2 separate regions of the Gossypium arboreum genome follow, and region 2 is linked to region 1. The links are chromatin contacts, called in public Hi-C maps. All regions are on one chromosome and are shown on one strand. The core of a region is the stretch at or near the end of the contact, and the rest is flanking DNA. Distances in the headings are between cores, read along the strand shown. Region 1 has its middle 14 kb from the start of LOC128287642. Region 2 holds the start of LOC108463293 (9-cis-epoxycarotenoid dioxygenase NCED2, chloroplastic-like).

Region 1 (5,819 bases), core at 2,853-5,352:
CAGATTTTCTCCGTACATTCAAATCTATGCATCTCATCCTCATAAACACTAGAAATAACATCTCTATTGAGAAAAGACAAAAAAACACTCTAAAGAATTACAAAAACATAAAAGAAGCATAAGATAAAGTTACCATAGTCACGTTATGAGCAGCCTTATGAAAGGACAAATCAGAGAAAACCGAATGAGATGAATACAATCTTAAACAAGAATATCGAATTTAAACACATCAATTCTTTCTTGAGTCAAAGTATTAATCACACGTTGACAATCAAACTCAATCTCAATGTTATCTACCCTCTAAGCACCAAGCCACGATAACTCTCCTTTAATTGCAAAAACCTCAATAAATTGAGGGTCCCAAGTGGTCCTGACATGGTCAACCATCCCTTTAACAAAGACACCAATTGCTGCATAATTTGAACACTACTCGTCGCGAAACAAAGCTCCATCCACATTACATTTGAGTGTGCCGATAATTGGCCTCTATCACCCAGGAATAGTCGAATCAAACTAATGAGCTACTGGTTTTGCAATACCATAAACCGATTGAGCCTCCAACCATTGCATAAGAAAATTGTCTGCAATGTCAATAACATGCTGCGGGGAATGAGCCTCACCTTTCCAAACAAGCAGGTTATGATGGAACCAAATACTCCACATGATGGTGAGAATCCGATGAAATCTATTAATATCATTTGACTCAAAGAAAAATTGATGCCAGACCACCCAACTAGAATCACAAGAAACAAAAAAGATGATCACAAGTTTCCTCCTCTCCACAACAAACACAAGTCACAGCATTTTTACCCCTTTATTTGCTAACCTTACACTAGTAGGAATAAAATTTTTTAGACACCTCCATGTAAAGTCTTTGATCTTCAGTGGGAATTGACCATTCCAAATTCTCAACCAAGGTCCATCGACTTCAAACGAATCAGAATTAGAATACAAATCAAAGGCTAACTCGTGCCCTGATTTTACTATGTATAAACCATTACTAGACCAGTGCCATATTAATTGATCTGGACCCTTCTGCAACCTTATAGGGATCTTGTACATTTGACTCACATCATAAGGGGTCAAGATGCTTTCCACCAACTCTTCCATACCTGGCGAAGTCAACACATTTTCATAAAGCAAGTCACGCACCTTCAACTCTTCCATACCTCGCAAAGGGTTGGAATCAATGTAGAAATTTTTGTTATTTCCAAGCATGGGTCCTAAAAAACACAAATAGTCTCACCATTTCCCATTCGCCACCTAAAGCCTTTCTCAAAGAGATGCATAGCAGCATAAATACTCCTCCAAACAAAAGAAGGATTATAACCTTCTTCGCCATCGAAAAATCCACATTGTGGAAGATATTTAGCTTTGAAGAATCGACTTAGAAGAGACTCTGGCTATGTAATAAATCTCGCATCCTGCTTACCGGGCATTGTCAAGTTGAAGCAATAGAGGTCACAGAAACCCAAGCCACCTACCCTTTTTGGAACACAAAACTTGTCCAAAGATGACCAATGTAATTTCTACGATCATCGCCCCTAGAGCCCCACCAATACGAGTTCATCATTTTTGGCAAGGTGTCACAAGTATAGAGAGGGATCATGAAGATACTCATGCAAAAAATGGGTAAAACCCATGCAACCGTCTTAATAACAGCTTCCTTTAATAGTTTCGACAAAAGATTCTTCCAACTATTGATACGCTTGTTCTACCTGTCCCGAATAAAAATAAAAAAAACATGTTTCTTATTTCTCCAATTCAAAGAAAGAAGCTCAAGATATTTATCGTGCTCTAAAAGAGTCGAAACACCGAACAACGAGTACCCCACATTTCTATCATAAAGCTTCATGTTTGAACTGAACATAATCCTTGATTTCTAAAAATTAATAGCATGACCCAATGCTTCCTCGTTGTCAACAAAAAATTCTTTAACTGTAGATCACTCAACCCCAGTCGCTTAGAAAAGAAATGGAAGTTGTCATCAGCAAAAGGCAAATGAGAAATCGAGGATCCTCCACGACACACAAAAATACCATGAAGGTCACCCCTTGCTTCTACCTTACAGAGTAAATAATTCAGCCCATCAGTACACAAGACAAAAGAGGTAAAGCAACAAAAGATCTCCTTGACACAAACCTCGATGTGGAGGAATAGGACCCGCCTCATGGCTATTCAAATAGATGGAATAATTAACCATAGTGACACACATTATGATCCAATTCACCCAGCATAGAAAAACTCATTTTTTGCATAATAAATTGAAGAAAATCCCAATCGATACGGTCATACGCTTTGCTAACATCTAACTTCAAAGCAATCTCACCCAACTTACCGTGACCTTTATTATTCATATAGTGGATAAGCTCAAAAGTGATCAAACGTTATTAATGATCGACGTCCTGGAACAAAAACATATTGCATGGGAGAAATGATGGAAGGCAGAATTTTCTTAAGACAGTTAGCAAGAACTTTTGCCACTATCTTGTAGAGAATGTTACAAAGCGCAACAGGCCTCAAATCTTTTAAGCTATCTAGTTTATCATTCTCGGGAATTAAAATACTCAAAGTTTCGTTAATAAAATCAAGAAAAGCTCCATTATTCAACCACGAACAATATTGACTGAAAACATCGGTACCCAAAATAGACCAACACCGTTGAAAGAATCCCGAATTCATACCATCAGGACCAAGTGCTTTATTGGGGTGCATACTCATAATTGCATCACGAAATTCCTCAATACAAAAGGGGCAACAAAAGACTCATTTTGACTATCAAAAATGCAAGCAGAGAAATCGGTAGTCGAAGAATGTGAGAAGAGATCAATAAAGAAAATATTGATATACACACATCCTATACTATCTTCTCTTTAACTCAATTTAAATTTAATTAAATTATTTAAAAAGATAAATAATTAGACTAATTCGCTACGTTTTCTTCCCTCTTCTAATCCTCTCGCTTCTATCTTCTCCTTTGAAATTCTTAAAATACTCCATTGAAATAATTAGACTAAAGTCTCCACTTGAAGATGATAGGATCAAAGGACCTGCTTAAAGAGAAAAAAATGTTGTTCCTTGATCACATGTAAATAATAACTGGTTCATGGAAAATACCATAGACTTAGAGTCCAGTTATTATTTTCCAATCTAATTATTTTTAGTCTCCTTTTTCAGTAAAAAATAAACTATTAATTTTTCTCCTTTTTGCTCTTTAAGCAGCTCTTTGATCCTATCGTCTTCAAATGGAGACTTGTGCCTAATTGTTTCAATGTAGAATTTTGAGAATATAAATTCCTGTTTAAGAATTTCAATAGAGAGAGCAAAAGTATGAGAGATTTTTGCATAAAATTTTTAAATTTCTTAAACTTATGAACATGTAAAATGATTGAGGGTGACCTTTTTTTATCAAAAACTTCTTTGTGTTAGATAAGAATTAAACTCTTTTATGTATCATTTATCTCGTACTAATTTAATTAGAGATAAAGAATATGATTTCTCTATAAAAGAATTCCAAAAGATTTAATTTCTTGATTTATCACTTTAATTTTTAGTATTCTTCGTGTCTATTTTATAAGTTATGTTCGAGTAAAATGATAAATTATGATTAATCTAAAATTTCTCCCCAACTTTTCATTAATAAACCAATAAACTTATTTGCATTTACTTTCACTATTTTTTTCTTTAAAAAATAATGCATCAATTGTAATCTTCTTCTAATATATATCACTTAAAAGGCATCCAATTAATATTTCTTATTAATTGTTTTTAATGTGTTAAGCATATATACTACTTATATAAATAATATAAAAAGTCAATTCCAGAAGCAGATAAACTTTTTGATTTTTTATTTTTGGAAAGTGAAACAGATATACTATTTTAAAGACACTAACTAATAGACCAAACTAGGATTTCTTTTTTCCCTTATAAAAACGGTATTATTAAATGTCATAATCAACTACCTTTGCATGCAAAAAAGAAAGCACAAATTTTAGTAACTGTGAGTCACCCTCACTTGACTAGGTAAACTATTCGGTTATACCAAGCCAAAAACACGGCGATTTACACGTGTCCAAAATCTGCCGTAAGATGTATGATTGGGCCCGACACCCATCAGGTGAAATATCTTGTCGGAAAATCTTTACGTGGCAATAGATTATGGGGGTTATAGTACCCTTCACGCCAACTTTTATAAATGTTGAGACACACACACGTTGGATTGATCCAAACATCTTCTAACTAAGGTTGTCTTTTTATTAATTTTGTTTGCATCAAAACGTGACAATCAAATCGGCATGCATGATTGGATGTTTGGGGTTAGCGAATAATAAATAATAACGACCAATCATCTTCCACGATATAACCTATCAAACAAAACATCATCACATAATTTGAGATAAAACAAAATTATGTGATAATAAAATTAGATTCAAAAGAAAAAACATTGAAAACATTATCTGTTCAAATAGTAATGCAGCTAGTTATTTCAGATAAATTTTAAATTAATTAATTTAGTTTAGTATGATGTCTAAATTATAGTAAAAGAAATTGATACAAGTAATTTTAAAGAGGGTATTCTTTTCCTATTTTAATATCTCATATAAGTTAGTCGATGAGTCATAAAGGGTTAAAAATAATTTTTTTAAAATATTTTTAAAATTTTAGAGCTAGAAATAAATTGATGATTTCATAAATGTTGATGAATAAATTTATTTACTTTTTTAAAATTAGAATTAAAATGACAAATTTTGTAAACGTTTAGGGTTAAATTAGTTGAAATTTTTTTATAGTTTGGGACCAAATTAGTAGAATGTGTAAACATTAGAGGGCTAATTTTGTTATTAGACCAGTACAAAAGCCCAAATCCGCTCAAAATGACTAAAATATTTAATTTAGAAAAATTTAGTGACTAAATCGAAAAATTTAATAATTGGGTGACTAAAATAGAACAAAAAAAATAATTGGCTGACCATTTTTATAATTCACCTATAAAAAATAATTTTTAGCATGTTCCACATCACTATTTAACAAAAAGAAAATTAATGAAAGAACTAATTTGCACGTCTTAAAATATAGAAAGGTTAATTTACCATATTTTTAGTAGATAGGTTGAAATATGATCCACTCCTAAATACAGGGGCTTCCTTAATACTTTTATCCATAATTTCCTTGTTTTATTTTAAATCAAAACTATAACCACTATAAAAGCTATCCCATTATATGGGATCGAATTAATTCAACATCGAAATGGTTTTATATTTAGTGAAATCAGTAATCTCTTTAAATATTTCAAGAGGGCATTATGGTAATGACCAAATTAGATATATATTTTTATTTTTATTTTAAAATTGTTGGGACCAAAATGATCTCATGTAAAAAATTATACGTGGTTTATTTAAAATATCATATTATTTTAGGGTCATTTCTTAATTTATTGCATGTATTTGTATAATTTATTATAATAAATTTATTAATTTACCGATGCATAGCGAGGATCTACTAACTTAAAAACACAGTGAAAACAACTTTGATGGCTGTACTTTTCTGATTTGATTTTGAATTATGATTAAACTCTTCGGATGAGAATTAAAAAAAGTGCGAAATTAGTGTCCTACATTTATTTTTTTATATTTTAAATTTAATTATTAATATCATTAAAATTTTTCTATTAAATGATTGAACTTACATTTTAACTCCGATAAATAAATAAAATTAAATTCCTAAAAATAAAAAATAGTGAGTTGGAAGATTTTTTTTTGGTAAATTACAAAAACAAGGCAAAACCCGAACAATAAACGTGACTAGCATAACTCAAAACT
Region 2 (6,038 bases), core at 2,122-4,621, 73 kb after region 1:
AATCCCGATTGGGACTCATGTGGAAGGTGCAGACTGAATCAAGTATCCACTCGCCACTTTAGAATCATTGATGAAGCAACTAGAAGTTCACCATCATTGTAGTCTTCTACAACATCACTTCACCGAATTTTCATTTGTTTTCCCTTTTGATTCGCAGCCTCCCTTTTAATCTTATTTTGTAGCTTATAGCACTCAGATTTAATGTGCCCTTTCTTCTTGCGAAGTTGCAAGTTTTACCTCTGCTTGAAGATTTCGATCTACCCTTAGATTTACCACGAGGATTCCGTTCTCGTGTTCTACCACGATCATCATCAACATTCCGGTCTTGTCTCCCACGAACAATGAGACCCTCTCCCCGAGAGTTGGGTTTAACCACAAGATGCTTCATCTTATCATACGAGGTTAAAGAATCATAAACCTCATCAAGCGTGAGAGACTCGCGGCTATATAAAATCGTGTCCCTAAAGGTTGAATAAGACGGGGCAACGAACAAAGTAGAATCAACCCTAGATCTTCCTTATCATCTTGAACCTCCATGGCCTCCAAGGTTGAGAGAATTTCTTTAAACACTGTTAAGTGTTCGTGTCTGACGCACCTTCCTCCAAACGATGAGCATAAAGACGCCGCTTCATATGCAACTTGCTTGTTAGAGTTTTCGACATACATATTTGTTCTAGCCTCTTCCATAATGCGTGGCAGTTTTCTCTTTCATCACATCCTGCAAAATTTCGTTGGACAAATGCAGATGTAATTGTGTTAATGCCTTCGATCCTTACGTTTCTTCTCTTCATCTCGTTAATGTCGAAGGCATCTTATCTATCCTAGCGGGGCATCCTCTAGATCCATCTGCAAGAAGCGCTTGCATCTTAATTTGCCACAACGCAAATCGGTGTTGCGATCCAACAATGAATTTCATACTTCAAAGACGCCATTACCGTGATCGAGATGAATAACCCGAAGCTCGATACCAATTTGTGAAAAATAAAATAGAATAAAATAAATAAAAATAAAGAACACATAAATTTTACGTGGAAACCCTTTCGGAAAAAAAACCACGGCAGAGGAGAAGAAAATTCACTATGTCGAAAAATTTTACTCAAATACAAGAGGAATAGACTACGTCTATTTATAGGCTTGCAAAGCCATATTCTAGTAGGATTGAAACACCTTATCTAATCAATATAAAATAGATGGAGTTTAATAAGGTTTAAAACCTTATTCTAAAATAAAATAAAAGAAGTCTAGTTCTATATGGATTTTACTTTTATTTTATTTTCCATCGTATTTTATTTAAATAAGAATTTTGGGTCACTTAATTCTAACACATTACTCTTTCATTTTGAGTCGTTTTCACTTTAATTTTCGGTACCTTGGGGAATTTTTATTGAGAATTTTTACTTTGTGAGAGTTAGGCTTACTAAAATTCTAGTCTAGTGACACATACATATATATAAAAATTGATGCTTTCACAAATGCTAATTCAAGTTGGAGAGAAAGCATATATGTTGGTTTGAAGAACACGGTTTTAGATCATGAATTTGTAACCAACAATTCACAAAAACAATTGGAACTGTCATTGGATCCTCCCCCTTCTCTGACCAATAGGTTAATAACAAATGGTTGTTAAATGTCCATGCCCTCCATCAATCACTCAATCTACATCTATTTCAAAGTAGAATATGAATAAGTATCTTTTATCTCCCATATCCGTAATAGTAACACCTCCTATATAAGATGTCAATATTCACTAAAGTGTTCTTTCATGGTTGGAAAATGAACAATACTTGCTATTAGAAAAACAACCTACTAAACAATTTTCACTTGTTCTTAACAACTTCATCACTTGCACTAAATTACTAGGCTGATCCTCCCCATCAGCCAAACAAATTCCAGCAAGGTATTCCTCCATAGTAGACGATGACACAAGAGATCAAAATGATTGGAAAACTAGAGAAGAAAAAATAAAAGCGTGCTATAAGAGTGACAAACAATATACGCAATTCTATTTTTTTAAAGCTTTCAATATTAATGATTAAAAATTTAAAATTTTAAAGTAAGTAATCAAATTACTTCTTTTTACTGAACGTACAAAACTAAAAAAAAAATATGAAAGCTTTAACGATTGACGAACAATTTATCTTTGTATGTGTATTGTTGAAACAAAGTTGATGAATAAATGAAATGATAAAAGGTGTCCCAGGTAGGTCTATCGATAAACTCAATTAATCTTATTTTGCATATGATAATAAAATAAAATATTGAATGTATTAAAAGTGTTTATACTTTAGTGACAATATAAATTATTTTATAATATATTAATTCAATATTTAATGAAAAAGTTACCAGATGTAATTATTTTTAGCAAGCGGCCACTAGCGGGTTGACACATGAAAAGGTTGGAGAAAATGTATTTTGTTATAAATTAAGATGATAGAGATGATGAAAAGTTAAATAATGAAAAGATTATCTTTCAGCAATTTAATCAACCGTGTGTTCACTTATTTAATTGTGTATTATAAAGTGAAAATACTATAATATTAAACCTTTTCAGTGGTTTTAGGGTCACCCATGCACTCAAAAACACATGCTTTTATAAATAAATATTTTGCTAGGATACGGTTGTTAGCTAAAGTTGAGTATTTTGGATATAAAATCTATATAATACTAACTTTAGTAAAAATAACACACCATATTTGACGAAAAGCCCACGATTGGAACTTGAATGCTTCCAATAATTGTTTACCACTCTCTTGTTCATGGTGGAAAGGAAAACAAGATAGCAACCTCAAAACCCACAGAAATAAAATTCACTCATAACAGCAGTATTTATTATGAATTTTGAAAACCTACACGTTTTAATTAATTACTTAAAATCTTCACATTTATCATTTTAACTAAAACTTGATTGATAATCCAATTATTTGTAAATTTTACATTACTTTCCTCGATTTAAAATGGAGGAGGATAAAACCACAATAATAACAATAATGCTGTCAAATAGCATACCTAATTATGACTGGATTAAGTAATTAATTTAAACAACTTTTGGGGTTTTGATTTTGGTAAAAGAAAATGATTATATTTAATTATAGGAAATTGAGACCAACTTTATGTAGGGGTGTGTCCCACAAACAGTAACTTCCCCTAGCACCGCACCCACTTAAAATTAATTTACAAAATCATAGGTGAAGTTAATAAAATTGTGTTCACCGGACATGAAAACAAATAAATTTGTATTGAGTTGGCCCTTTTATCTATGCTATAAAAATGCAACACGTGGTGTTCTCTTATGTATTTTAGGAGTTTGGAGTTGATGTCCACTTTGTTTTTCTATATAAACCTTCTTTCGAACTCCCATTATTGTCACCCTCCCCGTCCCCCTCCCCCTCCCCCTCCTACTCTTTTGACCCAATTCCCATACAAATACAAATACATACATAAATTAAAAAAAAAAAAAAGGTTGAATCTCACATTCTAATTTCTTACATTTTCAATCACCAACAATGGCTTCCTCTTCATCACAGGCAGTATCTACTACTAATTGTAAATTTCTTCCAGTTTCAACTTGTTTCTCTTCGTCTCTGAATTTGGGTTCTATGCCTTTGAAAAGGACTCGTAGAAAGCCAAACATTTCATGCTCTCTTCAAACGCCTTCCATTCTTCTTTTGCCTAATCAATCATCCACTGATTATACCACTAAAAACGCAGTGAAACCTCAACCCCAACACTGGAATCCTTTCCAAAGAGCTGCAGCTATGGCTTTAGATGTGGTGGAGAACGCTTTGGTTTCTCACGAGCGTCACCATCCTCTTCCCAAAACAGCTGACCCCGCTGTTCAAATATCTGGCAACTTTGCTCCAGTGCCAGACCAACCGGTCAAGCATAACCTCCCTGTTATTGGAACAATCCCAGACTGTTTACAAGGAGTCTACGTTCGAAACGGAGCCAACCCACTTCACGAACCTGTCGCCGGACATCATTTCTTCGACGGGGACGGTATGGTTCATGCGGTTCAGTTCCAAAATGGCTCTGCTAGTTATGCATGTAGGTTCACCGAAACCAACCGTCTGGTTCAAGAACGAGCTTTGGGGCGTCCAGTTTTCCCCAAGGCCATCGGTGAACTCCATGGTCACTCTGGTATAGCTAGGCTGTTGCTTTTCTATGCTCGTGGCCTATTTGGGCTTGTTGATCCAAGCCATGGCACTGGAGTTGCTAACGCTGGACTTGTTTGTTTTAATGGTCATCTCCTTGCTATGTCCGAAGATGATTTGCCTTACCATGTTCGTGTTACTCCATCTGGGGACTTGGAAACTGTTGGTAGATATGATTTTGATGGTCAGTTAAAATCAACAATGATTGCTCACCCCAAGGTTGATCCTGAAACCGGTGAATTCTTTGCTCTTAGCTATGATGTCATCCAAAAGCCATATCTTAAGTACTTCCGTTTTTCACCCGATGGTAAGAAATCACCTGATGTTGATATCCCAGTAGACGGTCCGACAATGATCCACGATTTCGCCATCACCGAGAACTTGGTGGTGATTCCTGACCAGCAAGTGGTGTTCAAATTGCCTGAAATGATTCACGGTGGTTCCCCAGTTGTATATGACAAGAACAAGATGTCAAGGTTTGGGATTTTGGACAAGAATGCCACTGATGCTTCTGGGATTACATGGGTTGAGGCACCTGATTGCTTTTGTTTCCATCTTTGGAATGCTTGGGAAGAGCCAGAAACTGATGAAGTTGTTGTGATTGGTTCCTGCATGACACCCCCGGATTCCATTTTCAATGAATGTGATGAGAGTCTCAAGAGTGTCTTGTCTGAAATCAGATTGAATTTGAGGACCGCCAAGTCGACACGCCGCCACATCATTCCGGATTCCGAACAAGTTAACTTGGAGGCAGGGATGGTGAACCGAAACTTGCTCGGAAGAAAAACCAGGTACGCATATTTAGCCCTTGCTGAGCCTTGGCCTAAAGTGTCAGGGTTTGCCAAAGTTGATCTCTCGACCGGAGAAATAAAAAAGTATATCTATGGAGACCAAAGGTATGGGGGTGAACCTTTATTCTTCCCTAGAAACCCCAATTTGGAGAACGAAGACGACGGTTACATTTTGGCCTTCGTTCATGACGAGAGGACCTGGAAATCAGAAGTGCAGATTGTGAACGCCATGAATTTAGAGGTAGAAGCCACAGTAAAGCTTCCATCTCGAGTTCCGTACGGTTTCCATGGAACATTCATAAGCTCCAAGGACTTGGAGAAGCAAGCCTAATTCAGTTTCAACAACCTTGTTATCATCAATTTTTCTAGATGGTTTAACAAGTTAGTAGGAGAGATTTACCAGAGGGATGTTTGCATATACTGTCCCCGGAATCTCTCACTCTGTTTCATAGCTTTTGATAACCCTGTTTTTTGGATTAGTCCCTTGGTTTATATTTTAATGTGACCGGCTTGTAGTTTTTCTGTGTATAGGAAGTATTGAAGCTCAGCTGATCCCTGTTTATTCTTTCACTTGTGTGCATTAATTACAAGGAAATATGCAGTGTATAATTTCTCTGTTTTGTTGTAAAAATACTTCAACTTTACACTACATATATGCATGTCAGTATATACTATTAAGTTACCGCTGCTATTTACCATTTTAATTCTCTTAAAATTTACAGTGCATAGATTATTTTTGCTCAGACAGCCGACAGGAAGTCAATGTTGTTAATTTTTAGATATCTGATGGTTGGTCTATTTTAAAAAAAGAACATTTGTGGAATTTAGAACAATGGGCAAATGAGAAAGCAGCACGGTTTAATGTTAAATCATTCAAGGATTGGTTCAAACGACAGAGTGGAGATTGGACCCCCTATTTTAAGTAATCAAATCTGTTACCTAATAACCCTTTTACTAGTTTTCAGGTTTTAACTGATCTACTGCAATACCTGAAGTTGATAGTGCCGGGGTCTCATAATCCCGTGTTTAACATTTATATCGAAAGATTCTTTAAATATATGAAAAAACTGAAATAGTCTCTCTTAAAGCAAGGTGA

What was found. A called contact is a pair of places that touch in the nucleus more often than the background predicts.
Region 2: a Hi-C map of leaf shows a contact between it and region 1, with 3 times the contacts expected there. The contact joins the promoter of LOC108463293 here to the enhancer-like site in region 1. A contact is called at or near these places in 2 of 5 Hi-C or Micro-C datasets (both in leaf).

Annotation. Positions count from the first base shown.
Region 1 is chr13:115,298,804-115,304,622 of ASM2569848v2, forward strand. No RefSeq gene overlaps it. Among protein-coding and RNA genes, the nearest start is that of LOC128287642, 14 kb to the right of the region's middle. Within about 2 kb of position 4,103, at least 1 of the 2 cell types and tissues checked has an H3K27ac peak or open chromatin away from gene starts, as enhancers often do. A contact at or near this core is called in leaf, where this site is marked.
Region 2 is chr13:115,372,768-115,378,805 of ASM2569848v2, forward strand. It overlaps LOC108463293 (9-cis-epoxycarotenoid dioxygenase NCED2, chloroplastic-like), which reads left to right and starts at 3,372. Exons shown (of 1, transcript XM_017763241.2): 1 at 3,372-5,573. The coding sequence starts at 3,504. The coding sequence ends at 5,273.